Linked DNA regions of Mus musculus: all the other regions are linked to region 2. The links are chromatin contacts, called in public Hi-C maps. All regions are on one chromosome and are shown on one strand. Each heading gives the region's core, a stretch centred on a gene start, on an enhancer-like site or on the middle of the called end of the contact. The rest is flanking DNA. Distances are from core to core; before and after follow the strand shown. Region 1 holds the start of 4933433G08Rik (RIKEN cDNA 4933433G08 gene). Region 2 overlaps B930092H01Rik (RIKEN cDNA B930092H01 gene). Region 3 has its middle 12 kb from the start of Gm34004. Region 4 has its middle 7.6 kb from the start of Gm34322.

Region 1 (3,771 bases), core at 271-2,770, 170 kb before region 2:
ATTAGAGGCAGAGCTCATCTCCTCTGCAAATGGAGAGTCCACCTGCCTCCATGCCAACCTCTGGAGTCCTCAGCATCTTCCACAGCCTCTGATTACGTGCCACTTTTGTCTCTAACCCCCAAAGTGACAACTATATAGCCTAATGTGGAACGGGCCTGAGAATCACTGGCAACGAATCCCCTACCTCAACCCATACCTTTCTGAACTTTTTAGTCCCTTTTCAAAAGAGCTGATGTGAGAATATAAGCAACCATGCTCTGTCTTGACCTTACAATGCTAACATTCATGACCTTGCTGGGTTAGATGTCCCTCAAGCCTGTCTAGGCTGCCAATCTGCACGTTTATACTGTCATCTTCTTGATTCCTACCAGGGCCTTTCACCTTTCAGACATGATCACGTGGGGAGCGTGTCTCTCCAACACACCTGAATGCATCTGAGTTAGCACCTCCTCTCTGGCTGGCCGTGTGACCTTGGGTAAGTCGTTCAACATTGTGGGTTCTGTTTCACACCCAACAGGTAGGAATGGCAAGAGCCCTTGTTTCACTGCTCATGGTAAATAAGACATGACAAGAAGGTGCCCAGGCATGCTCAGCCTGGTGCTTGGTTTACCTAGGCACTGGGACTGGCTGTTACAGAGGCCCACTGTGGGCTTCTGCACAGTTGTCCTCTGAAGGGGTGGGAAGCTTCAGAGGGAGATACTGTGCTGGAAGAGGCACTTGTTAACTTCCGCTGTGTTCTTCTGTCTGTCGCAGTGTTATCTGAAAAGACCGAGTTGTTTCCTGTTACTAACATGTTCTAGTCCTGATGTCCCGTTCTTGGTCATTTTCCCAGGCTCCCCACCTGGCCCTGGTGTGCCTCGTGCCTGAGACTTTCTTCATTTGATCCCTAGCAATCAAGCCCCCAGGTGGTCCCTGCCCCATACTTCTCTGGAGGGACAGCTTCTAATCCGGTCTTGTATAGTATTGACGGGGATGGATTTATTAAATGTCTTCCTCCCGAGCATCTAGATTTCTATGTCCATAAATTATTAGGTCTTGAAACCTTACTCCCGCCTCTGTCTGTACATCTCTGTGACATTCCCACAATCCTTCTTCCTTAGTATTCCCAGGAGTATGGTCTGAAGTAGTGAGAAGAGTCGCCTAGAAGCAGCAGTCAGCCAGTGCAGCTCAAGACATAGGCCCTAGCTGGGGATCTTCTGTCTGTATTGGGCTAAGGCCATCACTCCAATTGTGGTCTGGGCGCTCTCAGCCTTTCAACTGAGGGAGGATGTATATGGAAAGCATTTACCTTTTCCCTTTCCTTTGGGGCTCAGGACTTGGGGCCTGGTGGTAGCAAGCTAGCCACACAACTCAGCTCATCAAATGCTGTTGCTCAGTGGTTAGCACTGTGAGCTGCTGTGGTCAGTTAGTCAGTTACACCTTGTATCCATGGAGAAAACAAGAGAATGGACAGACACGCAGAAATTTCTGCTCACTGCCATGGGAAAGTCACTCTGTTTAAGCAAAGATGCCCTTGGATTGAGTGCTGTTCTCCCAGATTCTAGATTTGGCAATAGAATTTGGAATAGGGACAAAGAAGATTCTGGAATTGTATTTAAGGAGGAAAGAAGAGAAGCCTGTGGCTAATATCCAGAGATCTTAGTGGCTAGAGGCCTCACAGGGGGTCTTTAGAAATGCAGGACAAGGGAGAATGTCAGAGCAAACAGGAAAGCCTGGCCACACAGGCCCCAGGTCATCCTGGTGTGACCCTCTCTAGCCATGTCGTGCTCGGCAGATGCCCAGGAGACGTGGCCTGGTTAGGAAGCTCTATTTCCCATAATTAAGACCTTCAGCTTCCACAGCCACAAGGGTAGGGCTGTTGTCTCTATCATCCTTGCATCTCGTTCTCTCTTCCCACTTCCTCATTTGATGGTTGTGCCCTCACAGGGTGGATCCGAAAGGTGAGATTACTCAGAATCTGAGGTTGGCAATAGAAAGTGATGTGAGGTGTTCTGGTAACTCTGCTATTGATGCTGGGGCACTCACCACGGGCCAGACTCTGCGTCTGGCACTAGGGCTGCAGCGGCAGGTAGGCCTCTGGGCTCACTTCACAGGAGGCTGTGAGAATGAACCAGGAGACCCCCGTGGAAACAGTGCCCCCATAGAGACTGAGCAGGCTGCTGAACTAAAGTGGAGCACGGAGCGCTCTGCCTGCCAAACTAAGAACCATGCTCTCGTGAGCAGAGATGACTCAGAGAATGGCTCGGAACAAAGGAGTGGGATGAGCTGATTTTGTTTTTGAAACTTTTAATTCCAAAACTAAATCACACTCATAAAAAGATAAGATAGCGTGAAGAAAGCATGAGATTAAAGTTCTTGTGGTGTCCCCCCACTTTGCGGCACCAGTTCCTTCCCAGGGAAGTCCTCAGTGGATGCATCTGTGTACTTTCTTGATTTATTTATTGACTGCATTTAAGAACATATGTGCTTTTTTCACAGAAATAATATTAAGATGCACACAAGTTAGCTTATTAATAGCTGGCTCTCATTTCATGTGGGTACATATAAATTAATCTTATTAATAACTGGCTCTCATCTCGTGTGGGTGCATGTAAGTGAATCTTGCTTGCTGATGGGGATTTATTTTGTGGTCACTTTTTAAAAAATGGCCACCAGGTGCTGGAAGAGGTGGCTCTGCAGTTAAGAGAGCTGAGTGCTCTTCCAGGATCCCAGATTCTATCCCCAGCTGCTCATACCCATCTCTAGTCTCAGTTCCAAAGGATTTGATGCCCTCTTCTGGCCTCAGACACTAGGTACCTACACAGTGCACAGACACACATTTGGGCAAAACACCCATGCCCATCATACACATAAACATTTGATTTTGTAATGGTCACTAACTGTGATGTTGCCTTTCTGAACTTTGAGCTGAAAATTGAGTGTCTGAATAGTAAATTTTGTTTCAACTATATATTTTTTTTTTTGGTTTGGTTTGGTTTGGTTTGGTTTTTCGAGACAGGGTTTCTCTGTGTAGCTCTGGCTGTCCTGGAACTCACTTTGTAGACCAGGCTGGCCTTGAACTCAGAAATCCGTCTGCCTCTGCCTCCCGAGTGCTGGGATTAAAGGCATGCGCCACCACTGCCCAGCTTGACTATACTTTTTTTTTTAGATTTATTTTATGTCTCTCTCTCTCTCTCTCTCTCTCTCTCTCTCTCTCTCTCACACACACACACACACACAAACACACACACACACACACACACACACACACACACACACACACACACACACCTCTTCTGGGTGAAAGTCAAAAGACAACTCCCAAGAATTGCTACTCAGTTTCTATCCTGTGGGTCAGATAGACAGTCCTCAGGCTTTGTGGGAAGCCCCTTTGGCCATGACATCAGCCCTTTATTGTTAACCAAATTATTGAAGTATTGAAGTGTACTTTCCATTCGTAAAATTCACACATTTCAAATGTTGTTGACTCCTGACTGTGTACATATCACCACTGTTAAATACACACACACACACACACACACACACACACACACACACACACAAAACAAACTACTGTTACTATAACCACCCACAGCAGAGCATTTCTCTCCCTGAAAAATTTCCTTGTGACCCTTTGCTGTTAATCCCACTCTACTTCCAAACCCGGAAAGCCACCAACTCAGACTGTGACAACTGATCTTCATCGTCAGCTTGACATGGCTTAGCTCGACTCTGGAAGCAGGCTCTGGGCATGTCTTTGAGGGAGTTTCTGGATTAAGTTAATTGAGGCGG
Region 2 (3,697 bases), core at 817-3,316:
GATGGATGGGTGGGTGCATGGATGGGTAGATGAATGGGTGGATAGATAGATGGGTGAGTAGATGGGTGGACGAATGGGTAGGTATGTGGATGAGTGGAAGGATGGTGGATGGATGGATGGATGGATAAGTGGATGGATAAGTGGATGGATAGTGGATGGGTGGATGAATGGAAGGATAGGTAGATGGGTGGGTGGATGAGTGGGTAAGTGGGTGGGATTAATGGGTGTATGGATGAACGGAAGGGTGGATGGATGGATTGGATGGATGGATGGATGGATGGTGAGTGGAAGGATGAATGGAAGGATGGGTGGATGGATGGGTGGATAGATGGGTGGGTAGATGAATGGATGTATAGTGGATGAGTGGATGGGTGGATAGATAGATGGGTGAATAGATGGATAGATGAGTGGGCAGGTGGCTGGGATTAATGGGTGTGTGGATGAATGGAAGGATAAGTGGGTGGGTGGATGCGTGCATGCATAGTGGATGGGTGGATTAATGGAATGATAGGTGGAGAGATGGATGCATGGACAGTTATACAAATGTATAAAGAACTGGTTAAACAAGAGAGAAGAAATGAGTAGAGAGGGGATTGTGAATAGATGTAGGTGAGGAGAAACAGCTGAATGCCTTCAGCCCTGCCCTGCAGTGCAGAAACTCTAATCACATGAGGATATGGGTGAGTGAGGCCTGGCTGCTGGATTTCACAGGCCTCTACGAGAGTGGCATAAGGTCACCAGATTTCTATTTTGGCTGCTTAAGAACATTGCCATCACAACCTTTGTCTGTTTAAAAACACAAAACAAAATGTGACAGAATAAAGGCTAGCTCTTCCCAAATACAGGCCATTAATCCTAGTTCCCATGTGTGTAGTATTGGGCTTTTTTTTTCCATTGCTACAATATACCTGGGGTGGGGGAGGGGAGTAATATACACAGAGAAGAAGTATACTTAGGAAGTACAACCAGCATGATGAGGGTTCTGTCCCGGGCTTCCCTGGCTATATCATCATGGCAAAGGGTGTCATGGCGAGAGTGCATGCAAGACAGAGAGCCTGAGTGGCAAATCAGAAAGCTAAGGAGTGGAGTGGGTGGTCCTGTTCTTTTTCTAAGAATGTCCTCTCTAGAGAACTAACTCCATGAGGATGCCATTAGACCCTTTCCAGGACCTAATAACCTAATAAATTACCTCTGGAGGCCCCGCTTCTTGAAGGTTCCATCACCTTCCAACATTACTACTCTGAGGAACAAACTTCCGTAAGCGGAATCATTGGACCACTCAAAACCTTGTGGGTAGAGACATATTTGAAATGTGTGTTGCCTTTATATTAAGAATCCATAGATTTGGCGGGGCAGTGGTGAGGCACACCTTTAATCCCAGCACTTGGGAGGTAGAGGCAGGTGGATTTCTGAGTTCAAGGCCAACGTGGTCTACAGAGTGAGTTCCAGGACAGCCAGAGCTACACAGAGAAACCCTGTCTTGAAGAACAAAAAAAAGAAGAAGAAGAAGAAAAAAAAAACTGTTGAAAAAAAGAATCCATAGACTTGAGGACAGTAGTTTAAAATAGCATGAGAAATACATACATAAAACAAAACCTAGTTCTATTAAGTAAAGAAGAACAATATATCACATAAAATGTCAGTGAGTGAAGCATGGGTGTTTAGGTATAGTGAAGACCAGAGGAAGTGATGCTCACAGGACTGCCTACCGCAGAGCTGTCCATCAGCATACAAGAAGTCGTCCAGGCTGCCCTTAAACTCACTTATATCACAGCCTGAACTCCAACTTGAGATCCTCTAGCACCTAGCCTCTGCTTCCCAAGTGCTAGAATTATAGGCACGAGCCATCATGCCTAGTCTTATTCACTTGAAGAGATCGGTCTGTGTCCAGGACAACATTATTTAACTAATCAGAGCACACACGGGCAGCCTCTTTGCCTCATGGATCAACAACCGCAGGCGCAGGCAGCAGAGCTGGGGTGGGAAGTGCAAAAGAACACTCTCCTAGTCAGCCTCTGATTCACACTGGGGTGAGAAGGGCATCGAGAAAGTGCCACCAGATCCCTCCTACTGGTGAATGATGTCTCTGCAGTCTATCTCCAGAAAAGCTGTAATTCAAGGCCCGGAACAACCTGTGATTTACATGCTGGGTTGGTGTAAAAGATATTGTGCAGAGCCTTCTGAGTGTGCTCTGTGTGTTTGTATAAATCTCGCTACTCAAAATATCTCCCACAGTTGACTGACAGCCCGTGTAATTTAGCAGAAGGCTAAAAATTAAAATCCTCAAGCCTGCTGAGGGAGCGTAAGAATGCAGTAACACTGAGCGCCGCCCCTCGCCCGGGCCCAAGCTCGGCAGATGCCAGGGCTGTTCATTTTGGAGACGAAACAAAATATTTGTATTTAGATTTATTAAAGTCATTATTCCGCCATTTGTTCCAATGTGCTTTATTAAAACCGGATCTCGTGTCTGTTTTGAAAGTATTACCTGATTTACATAAGCCAGTCCCAGCCCTAATTACGGCTTCCTTTGGTGTCTTTTCATTCCGAGGGAGGCTCACGCTCCCCCTCCTGGCTTTTTTTTTTTTTTTTTTTTTTTTTTTTTTTTTGTCGCCTGCCTTCATGGCCCATATGTCTGCCTTGAGATAGCAAGAATCCGAGCCTATAAATAGATGGCTGAGAACAGCTCCGCTGCCAGTTATCTGTCCACACATCAACATTACCATAATTGCAACAGGCAATGTGTAATCTTTCTAATCACACGTTCCAGACGGAAAACTGGATCGAGTTTCATAAATTGTATAATTTGAGGCTTTCCTGAGCTAACCGCTGGGCAGGCGGGCTGCTGTGGGTCATCCAGGACTTGGAAGTGCCACCCCTCTAAACCTGGTCAGGCTGTCCCAAGGTGGCATGGTGACACACACCTGAGGCAGTCACTTGGGCGCTGAGAAAAGTAGTGCCACCCTCTCTGAGTCACAGTCCCACCCCCCTCCCAGCCAGGCAGTTTCACTTTTCTCTTTCATTCCTTTGGGGGAAACACTGTAAGTGTTTTCAGGATACAGATGAAGACACCAAGAGAGGTGAGACTCGTCTTCAGGGGTGCACCAGCCAGTCGCAGAGACTTAAACACAGATCCCAGACTCAGTACCTCCCCCCCCCCCCATGCCCTGAGCTACAGATTATATCTGCAGCCTGGCGCCAGGGAGGTCCCAGTGAATTCCGTATTTTCGTCCTTTCAATGGCTTTCATAAATCTCATTCTTACTTAATTTTGAAGCCCAAACAGACCTGCTTCTCCAACAAGCCACTGCGCTATCTTGAGTCACAGGGCTTGCAAAGTGGAGCTCTGGGATTCCAGGCTGGGCTGAGTCCAAGGCCTGTGTTCGGGCCTTCAGGACCTGCACTGTCAGGGTCTTCTCTCCTGGGGATCCCTCTCCTCTTTGTTTGCTTTGCCAGCCTCTCAGAAGGATGCTAATTGGGTCCTGTCAGCAGGCAGCAGGCAGAGCCCAGGGAAAGGTGATGAGGGAGGAGGGACAGCCTTCTGCCAGGCTCCCAGACCACTGCTCAGCTTTCCCAGGGCCTGGTGGGGACTCCAGGAAATTGCCTCTGAGTGTCCTACTTCCCTAGAGAGCTGCTGCGGGAGAGCTCCCTTTGTTTTGCATTGCGCGAAACCTCCGGCAATGCTATTCATACTGCAGGTC
Region 3 (3,607 bases), core at 648-3,147, 210 kb before region 2:
AGTAAAACACATCCTAGATACTGGGGAGGGAGTCAATGGGGAGTGAGTTGGGAGCAATGTAAGTTTAGCCTTGACAAGTTGAGTTCGAGATGGAAGAGATGCTTGCCCAAACTAGGGGCGTGCTAGCTGTTTTTTTGTTTGTTTGTTTGTTTGTTTGGTTTTTGTTTTTTGGTTTTTGTTTTTCAAGACAGGGTTTCTCTGTATAGCCCTGGCTGTCCTGGAACTCACTTTATAGACCAGGCTGGCCTCGAACTCAGAAATCTGCCTGCCTCTGCCTCCCGAGTGCTGGGATTAAAGGTGTGTGCCACCATGCCCGGCTGCTGGCTAATGTTTAATGACTAGCTTTGCCAAGGACAAGAGAAAACTGCCTGATCACAGTTGAACAGTTCCCATGGTACAACTGTTTAACCCCACTGATAGTTAAAGAATATGTAAGAGCATGAGCAAAGCACCTACCTAGACACAGTAGGCTCTTTATAGAAGACACAGTAGGCTCTTTATAGACACTTCTGCTTTACTCTCTTCAACACAAAAAACAGACAAAATCTATACACATGCACCCACAGCCCCCAGGATGCACATTCCATCCCAGGATGCCTTTCTTGGCTCCAGAGTCCTCCAGGTATTGGAGGTAGCTGATGACGCTGTCTCTCTGTGAGGTCTGCTCACATGTCTATCTCAGCTTCTGTTTTCTGATGCTCAGTCTTCCAACAAGAGCCCTAATGCTTAAGGGAACATCTTCATCTGTAATTATGACCCCGAGACACACCTTAGTAAGTCACTAGCCAATAGAACTTCCAAAATAAATCCCACATGTTTTCAGTTGGGGCCAGTGTGAGGAGGTGGGGGAGAAAGGTGAGAAGCAGCTGTGGTGTCCTGACACTGGGCACCCCGACACCCCAGCTCCTGCTTGTCCAGCCCCGTGCATCCCCATCTCCTTCGAGGCAGGGATAGATCTTTGTCTGAGATGATGGTGTAAAATGGAGTCACTCAGTCAGCGGATCTGCTGCCACATCCAGCTCTCCCTAGGCCTGCTATCCTCTAGTGTCACTGTCCCAGCATGGCCTTGGCTGAGTCCTCCCTGGACAGGTGCATGGCCACCCTCCCTAGGGCTTCTAGGTCCATCCCTCCCTCTTCCTTTCCCTGTTTTCAGCATGACGTCACTGGAAGTTTGTGTCCAGAAATGTGACGTTTCCCAGTGCTGCTCTTCCCATGCTGCTCTCCTGCTCAACGTCTTTCCCACAACCTACTTTCCCTCTTCCCCACCTGTGTGGTTTTCCAGAGGAAGGAAGCATTCTTTCCACGCCACGCTCACCAGCTCTGGACTGACAGATTGATTTACAGTGTCTAGAGCTGCCAGACCCAGAAACCATCAGGTCTGGCCCTGAGCCTCGGAGCTGCAGACACAATCTTTTTCAAGGTCTGAAGGACTTCTCTCACTGCACAGCCTGAGCCACTTCTGACCTAGCCTGAACTCCTCTTTCCATCCTGAGCTTTTTTTTTTCCTATTTTTTTTCCCCATTCTATTCCATATACCTTGGCTTCCTGGACTGGATCCTGAGCCTTATGTGCTCAACTCTGACCTTTGACCCTAATGAGAACATTCCCTGGTTTATCCCCTAGTATATAAGCTGTGCTCCTGGAGGCAAGAACAGCTCCTCCTATTGGGAAGATGCACGCGAATCATTGCTTTGGAGGGAGGACATGTTGGTGGGTGATGGGCACAACGCTTACACTGGAATAAAATGTTGTCCTTGAACTCTGGCAGCTATCCAGAGGTCAGCCAATCACATTTTACCCTTAATTGATCTATCAGATTAGCTTTAACGGCTTGGGGGAGGAAACGGAAATGCAGCAGGAAGCGATTACAATAGACTACTGCTCTTAGGGATTCCATTTGATCTTCAAACAGCCTGTCACAGAGCGAGGGGGTGGGTCCCCATTATCCAACTTAGGCAGTAGCTCAGCCAGCCTAGTCGAATCTCCTGATGTCACTAGGCAGCAGTGGAGAATTCTGGAAAACTGCACCAACATCCCAGGGCTCAGTTCTGGGCACTTGATCCCAGAACCCTGCAGAGCTTTGGCCAGCATGGCTCCCAGCACAGACTTCTGAGCCTTGTGTGAGCCCAGGGAAGCTTTGGGGGCTCTGGACATCCTCTCTCCCCACCCTTTCTCTTTGCCTTGGGCCTAGGGTGGCAGTGGAGAATCAGCTCAGTTTTCATCGGCGCTGGCGTCTCTCAGGGCAGCCCAGGAAAAAGACATTGATTTATGATCAAAAAGGAGGAGGATGCGGGGGAGATGCAGGGCAGCAGGGGTGGGTGGGCGCTAAGAGATAGTATCAGAAAGAATAAAAAAGATTCCCTATGCCTTAAAAAAAAGATGATGAGGAGGATCCTGCCCTCTGATGCCTCCGTAGGCGTGGGCTGGAAAATCTTTTCATGTAAAATTGAAATGGAATCACGAATGAGGAGAGGGCGTCTTGGGGCTTGGGTGTGCCTTCCAGGACTGAATTAAATTAAAAACATATCGATTTTCCCTGCCAACAAACAGGCCTGGCACTGGAGGAGGGGGGCGCAGCTCAGGGAGGCAGCTTGAATCCCTGTCCCAGTCCACTAGCATCCTTCCGAGTCCTGGCAATTTTATAATTGGCCCAGTGGGTTGTGATTTAAAAAAAAAAAAAAAAACACAGAAGAACCAATTAACAGCAGCTTCCTCTGACCTCCGGTTTGAGGTGGTAGGAGACAAGGTAATGACTTAAGACAGAAGGGAGGGAAAAAAAAAAACCCTGAAAATAAAAATAGAAAAATATCAAGAGCAAAGACCTAAATCTTTTTGGCTCCCTGATTAATAACCCTGTCAGGCCGATCACAAGCCCTAAACAGTGATGCTCGTTGCAGCTGAATTTTTTATACTTTCTATTAATCTTTAATGATAGCTTGGTCACCTAGTCTCTTTTATCTTGTCAGATAAATGTATGGTTAACAGGATAATGAGATTTCTAAAGTCCCATCCCCGCTCCCAGCCAGCTAGTGCATGCGGCGACCTCTGACCCCTGGCAGACAGAGGCACCAGGGTGCTCGTAATTGGGAGGTGTGCTGGGGGTGCAGGGGAAGCTGAAGGATGGTTTAAACTTTGATTTGAGGTCAGCGAGGTCACCAAGCTCTGGAAGACCAGCCGGGTTTTATTACCAGCTGCCTCTGATGGGGATATAATTAGATTTAGCTATTGCCTTATTAATAAGTAATCGCTTCCCCCACCGCTGTGGGTGGGCAAATGTATTCCTTGGATAATTTGAGGACACGAGGCTGGCTTTATTAAGAAGAATATATCATGCGTGTTTGGCCAGAAGCAGACACCCATCTGGATCTCTGGACTTTAGGGGAACTTTGTCATTTGTACTCATTTGTGATATTGGATAAATTGGCTGGAGCTTTTTAAATCTGGCCCTACCTCGGTGACTTCAAACAGCAGTTACAGGGGAATCCAGTTTTAGCCCGTTTTGACAATTCAAGAGCAAAAGATTTCTAAATAGTTCTAACCGTCCATCGATGTATCTGTGCATATGAGTGCCATTTATCTGTCTATTCATCTACCCATTCAGGAATGT
Region 4 (3,359 bases), core at 618-3,117, 160 kb after region 2:
GCCCTTAGGGACCAGTCTATCTGCTGGGCCAGTGCACAGGAGTCCTGTTGCCGCCAGACTCAGAGCTGCAGGTCCCAAGTCCTTGGTGGCCTGGGTCACTGTCACCCTACATTAAGAGAAGCAGTTCTGTTATTCACCCATCTCAGATTCATGGCACAGACCTCACCTCTGACCTTTGCCTCCCTTTGTCCTCCCAGTCCCGCCTGGTAGCCATGACCTGAGTCTCCTCATATCTGGGACAATTGCCATATTCCTCTCTCTCCATCACACAGTCTGGGCTTAGCGCCCCTGCATCACCTCACAGGCCCCTCGACTATTATCATTGACTTATTCTGGGTCCCATGGTGAATGACTTGATCTTGGCTCCACCTCTCTGAAGCTAAGTATGGCCTAACTTCCCACACCGCTCAGCCTCCATGTAAACAAGAGGGGGTGATGGGGAGGGTCTGAGCTACGACTCTGTCCCAGATGACTGTCTTAATTGATTTGTCCTTTGTGTATCTGTGCCTCAGTTTCCCTCCTAGAACATGGAGGGGAAACCAGATCTCAGAAAGCCAACCTGTGCCACCATAGACAAAAACCCCAGAACAGCCTTAGTTCTGCTCTACCACAACCCCATTCTGCATGCTGGATGTCAGATCAGCTGTGTGGAGGGGCCCAGGCCCCCATTTGCCTTACACCCATGGGCACCCCGCTCAAGTCCTAGCCCAGCCCCAAGGCGGCTCATCTCAGCACTCTAGGCCACCGTGAGCACAGCGGCTGCTCTTGCCCCTCAGGCGGCCAGGCTGAGCAGATGGCAGGGGAGGCAGCGGGCTGTCAGCTGCTGTTATCTCTTGCTGATGACACGGAGTGTAAATTTTGTTGGCAACACTCCCTCCTGCCTCTGCATGCCACCAGCTTTAATCACTGTAATTGAGTTATAATGAATGATTGTGCATTCACATTGTCTGAGCCAGGCACAGCCGGAACAAGCCAGTGAGCTGGGCGGTCCAGGCAGGGATCTGCACTACTCACAGAGGGGGCATTGCCTCCCTCCGGGCCTCAGACTTGAGTCCCGGGCTTTGCCCGCCTTCAGTTTTCTTCCCCAGTATGGAGGTGGCTATCCCCACAGTGTGTGCATACCTTGTGCTTTACTGTATTATCAATTTGAAATGACAATGAATTCAGACTGTGGAGAATTGGGGAGATATAGATAAACAAGAAGAAAAAGAGTGACAATGATAGAGGCCACTGTGTCCCAGACACAGGGTTATAGTCAAACTGCTGTCCTCTTCATTTTGGTATTCTTTCAGAGTTCATGGCTTTAAAAAAAAAAAAAATTCATTTAAAAAAAAATAGAATCTCTAGCCCAGGCTATTCTTGAACTCACTATGTAGCCAAGGATGACTCTAACATCTCTGTTCCTCTACCTTCCAAGTGCCAAGATCATAGGCATGTACCATTACCTTGGATTTATGCCATGCTGGGGGTGCAGGGGGATGCTAGGCACATACTCTCTGAGCTACAGAGTCAGCCTTTAGATGTCTGTTCTGCTTTGCTTTGCTTTGCTTTGCTTTGCTTTGCTTTGCTTTGCTTTGCTTTGCTTTGCTTTGCTTTGCTTTGCTTTGCTTTGCTTTGCTTTGTTTTGTTTTTGAGACAGGGTTTCTCCGTGCAGCCCTGGCTATCCTGGAACTCGCTCTGTAGACCAGGGGAATCTGCCTGCCTTTGCCTCTCAAGTACTGGGACTAAAGACATGCTCAGACTGCCCAGCTTTTCAGACTTTAAAAAACATGAGAGGAGTTACAGTTGCTGCTCTCCCCCATACTGCTGTAGTGAAGTCTGAGTGAGTCCTCATCACAAGACCTATTGCACCAACTCTGCTGTGGGAGGGGCACTCTCCAGAGCTGTCAGCCTAGGCTCAGAGGCTGTGTGTCCCGCCCCCTCCTACTTCACACAGCTGGAAGGCTGGCTGCCCAGCTGCAACCTCTTGCTGAGCCTGCTTAGGGTAGGGCACTCAGCATGCAAATGACAAATGACTCTGCTCTGAAACATTAGGCATTTCTCCCTCCGCACTTTCTCCAGACCCCCTCTACACAGAGAAGCAAGAGCTTAAGGTTTATCTCTTCCAGGAAACCAGGGGTAATGAGCATCCCCGAGTTCTGCTGCCGCTGGCTGAGTTGGAGCGCAGCTGTGATGGTTAATCTCAGTTGACAACTTGACAGAATCTAGAATCACCTGGGATGGGCCTCTGGGCATGACTAAGGGGAATTCTGTTGATTAGGCTAATTGAGATGGAAAACCCTGCCCACTGTGGGTGGTACCATTCCCATGAGCTAGGATCCCGGACTCTATAAAAAGGAGAAAGTGAGCTGAGCCCCAGCCTCCATTGCTTCCTGACTGCAGGTACAGTGTGACTAGCATCCATTGCTCTCTGCTTCCTGACTGTAGATACAGTGTGACCAGCTGCCACTCCGGCTTCTTCATGTCTCTTTTGTCATCGTGAACTATAACCTGAAACTGTAAGCTGAAATAAAGCCCTTTTCCTTTACATTGCTTTTTTCAGAGTTTCTATTTTTTAATCAAAGTCACAGGAAAAGAAACTAAGACAGGGAGGGCCCTACATAATTTGCTGTTCCATCTGTCGGGGAGGGTGAGAGGATCTTTTTAAGGTGTCCTTTCAGCTCTGACACTATACCAATAGCTGATGCCACTTCATTACATCCAGAGACTCAGTGATGACAAGGGACAGAGCAGTCACCAGAGACTGGTAGGGATTACCCCCAGGGGACAATGGAGGAAAGAAAGGATATGAATCTCTGTGCCAGGCCATGGTCCTGTGGGGCAGATCCTGGTCACCCTAATATGAGAAGCAGTGGGCTGGAGGCCAGCAGACAGGATCACATGCAAGCTCCACATGGCTCCTTTCCATATTTGCCCAGAGCCTGGGAGCTCTGCTCTACAGTGATGAGCTCAGAAGTCAGAGGTCACCTGATGCGTTTTCCACTCTTCCCTGTAGCAGGGTTTACCCTTCTCTCCCTGGCCCACCCCACTTTCTCTGTTTTTTCTGTTTTTGTTTAGTTTTGTTTTTGAGACGGTCTCCTGCAATCCATGCAGGCCTTGAATTCACTCTGTGAGTGCTGACCATTAGCTCCTGATCCACAAGTGCCACACAGCTACATCCTAGCACAGCTTTTACTTTCTATCAAGTGATGAGAATTTTATATAAAAATGTAGTATTTACATTTTATAGGGATATTTACAAATAAATAAGATTTACAATACTTAAATAATACTTCTTCATAGAGATGTACCCACTGAGCCCTATAGTGTAGGCACTGTGTATGGGCTATGCCCCCCTTTTTTTCCTGCTTTTCTTCTGC

Evidence for each region. A called contact is a pair of places that touch in the nucleus more often than the background predicts.
Region 1: a Hi-C map of cortical neurons shows a contact between it and region 2, with 1.7 times the contacts expected there. The contact joins the promoter of 4933433G08Rik here to the enhancer-like site in region 2. A contact is called at or near these places in 2 of 15 datasets of contacts at CTCF or cohesin (large pre-B cells and pro-B cells), 9 of 484 Hi-C or Micro-C datasets (the N1E-115 cell line, bone marrow-derived macrophages, cerebellar granule neurons and 5 more) and 4 of 115 datasets of contacts at active chromatin or transcription factors (embryonic basal ganglia, embryonic stem cells and large pre-B cells).
Region 3: a contact with region 2 is called in a Hi-C map of the N1E-115 cell line, with 6 times the contacts expected there. The contact joins two enhancer-like sites. A contact is called at or near these places in 1 of 15 datasets of contacts at CTCF or cohesin (large pre-B cells), 43 of 484 Hi-C or Micro-C datasets (B cells, the C2C12 cell line, the CH12 cell line and 29 more), 14 of 115 datasets of contacts at active chromatin or transcription factors (T-cell acute lymphoblastic leukemia, bone marrow-derived dendritic cells, bone marrow-derived macrophages and 7 more) and 1 of 9 other capture datasets (embryonic stem cells).
Region 4: a contact with region 2 is called in a Hi-C map of the N1E-115 cell line, with 3 times the contacts expected there. The contact joins two enhancer-like sites. A contact is called at or near these places in 4 of 484 Hi-C or Micro-C datasets (the G1E-ER4 cell line, the N1E-115 cell line, olfactory sensory neurons and 1 more) and 3 of 115 datasets of contacts at active chromatin or transcription factors (embryonic stem cells, fibro-adipogenic progenitors and pancreatic cancer cells).

The regions. Positions count from the first base shown.
Region 1 is chr9:61,103,866-61,107,636 of GRCm38.p6, forward strand. 4933433G08Rik (RIKEN cDNA 4933433G08 gene) reads right to left here and starts at 1,521. Exons shown (of 2, transcript NR_105026.1): 1 at 1,289-1,521; 2 at 1-759. All of the region lies in intron 2 of Gm34004 (a long non-coding RNA gene), which reads left to right.
Region 2 is chr9:61,275,740-61,279,436 of GRCm38.p6, forward strand. The region is part of intron 3 of B930092H01Rik (RIKEN cDNA B930092H01 gene); the gene reads right to left. Among named protein-coding and RNA genes, the nearest start is that of Gm51681, 5.9 kb to the right of the region's middle. Within about 2 kb of position 2,067, at least 130 of the 459 cell types and tissues checked have an H3K27ac peak or open chromatin away from gene starts, as enhancers often do. A contact at or near this core is called in the N1E-115 cell line, T-cell acute lymphoblastic leukemia, bone marrow-derived macrophages and 5 more, where this site is marked.
Region 3 is chr9:61,067,949-61,071,555 of GRCm38.p6, forward strand. No RefSeq gene overlaps it. Among named protein-coding and RNA genes, the nearest start is that of Gm34004, 12 kb to the right of the region's middle. Within about 2 kb of position 1,898, at least 12 of the 459 cell types and tissues checked have an H3K27ac peak or open chromatin away from gene starts, as enhancers often do. A contact at or near this core is called in the N1E-115 cell line and T-cell acute lymphoblastic leukemia, where this site is marked.
Region 4 is chr9:61,433,399-61,436,757 of GRCm38.p6, forward strand. No RefSeq gene overlaps it. Among named protein-coding and RNA genes, the nearest start is that of Gm34322, 7.6 kb to the right of the region's middle. Within about 2 kb of position 1,868, at least 131 of the 459 cell types and tissues checked have an H3K27ac peak or open chromatin away from gene starts, as enhancers often do. A contact at or near this core is called in the N1E-115 cell line and uterus, where this site is marked.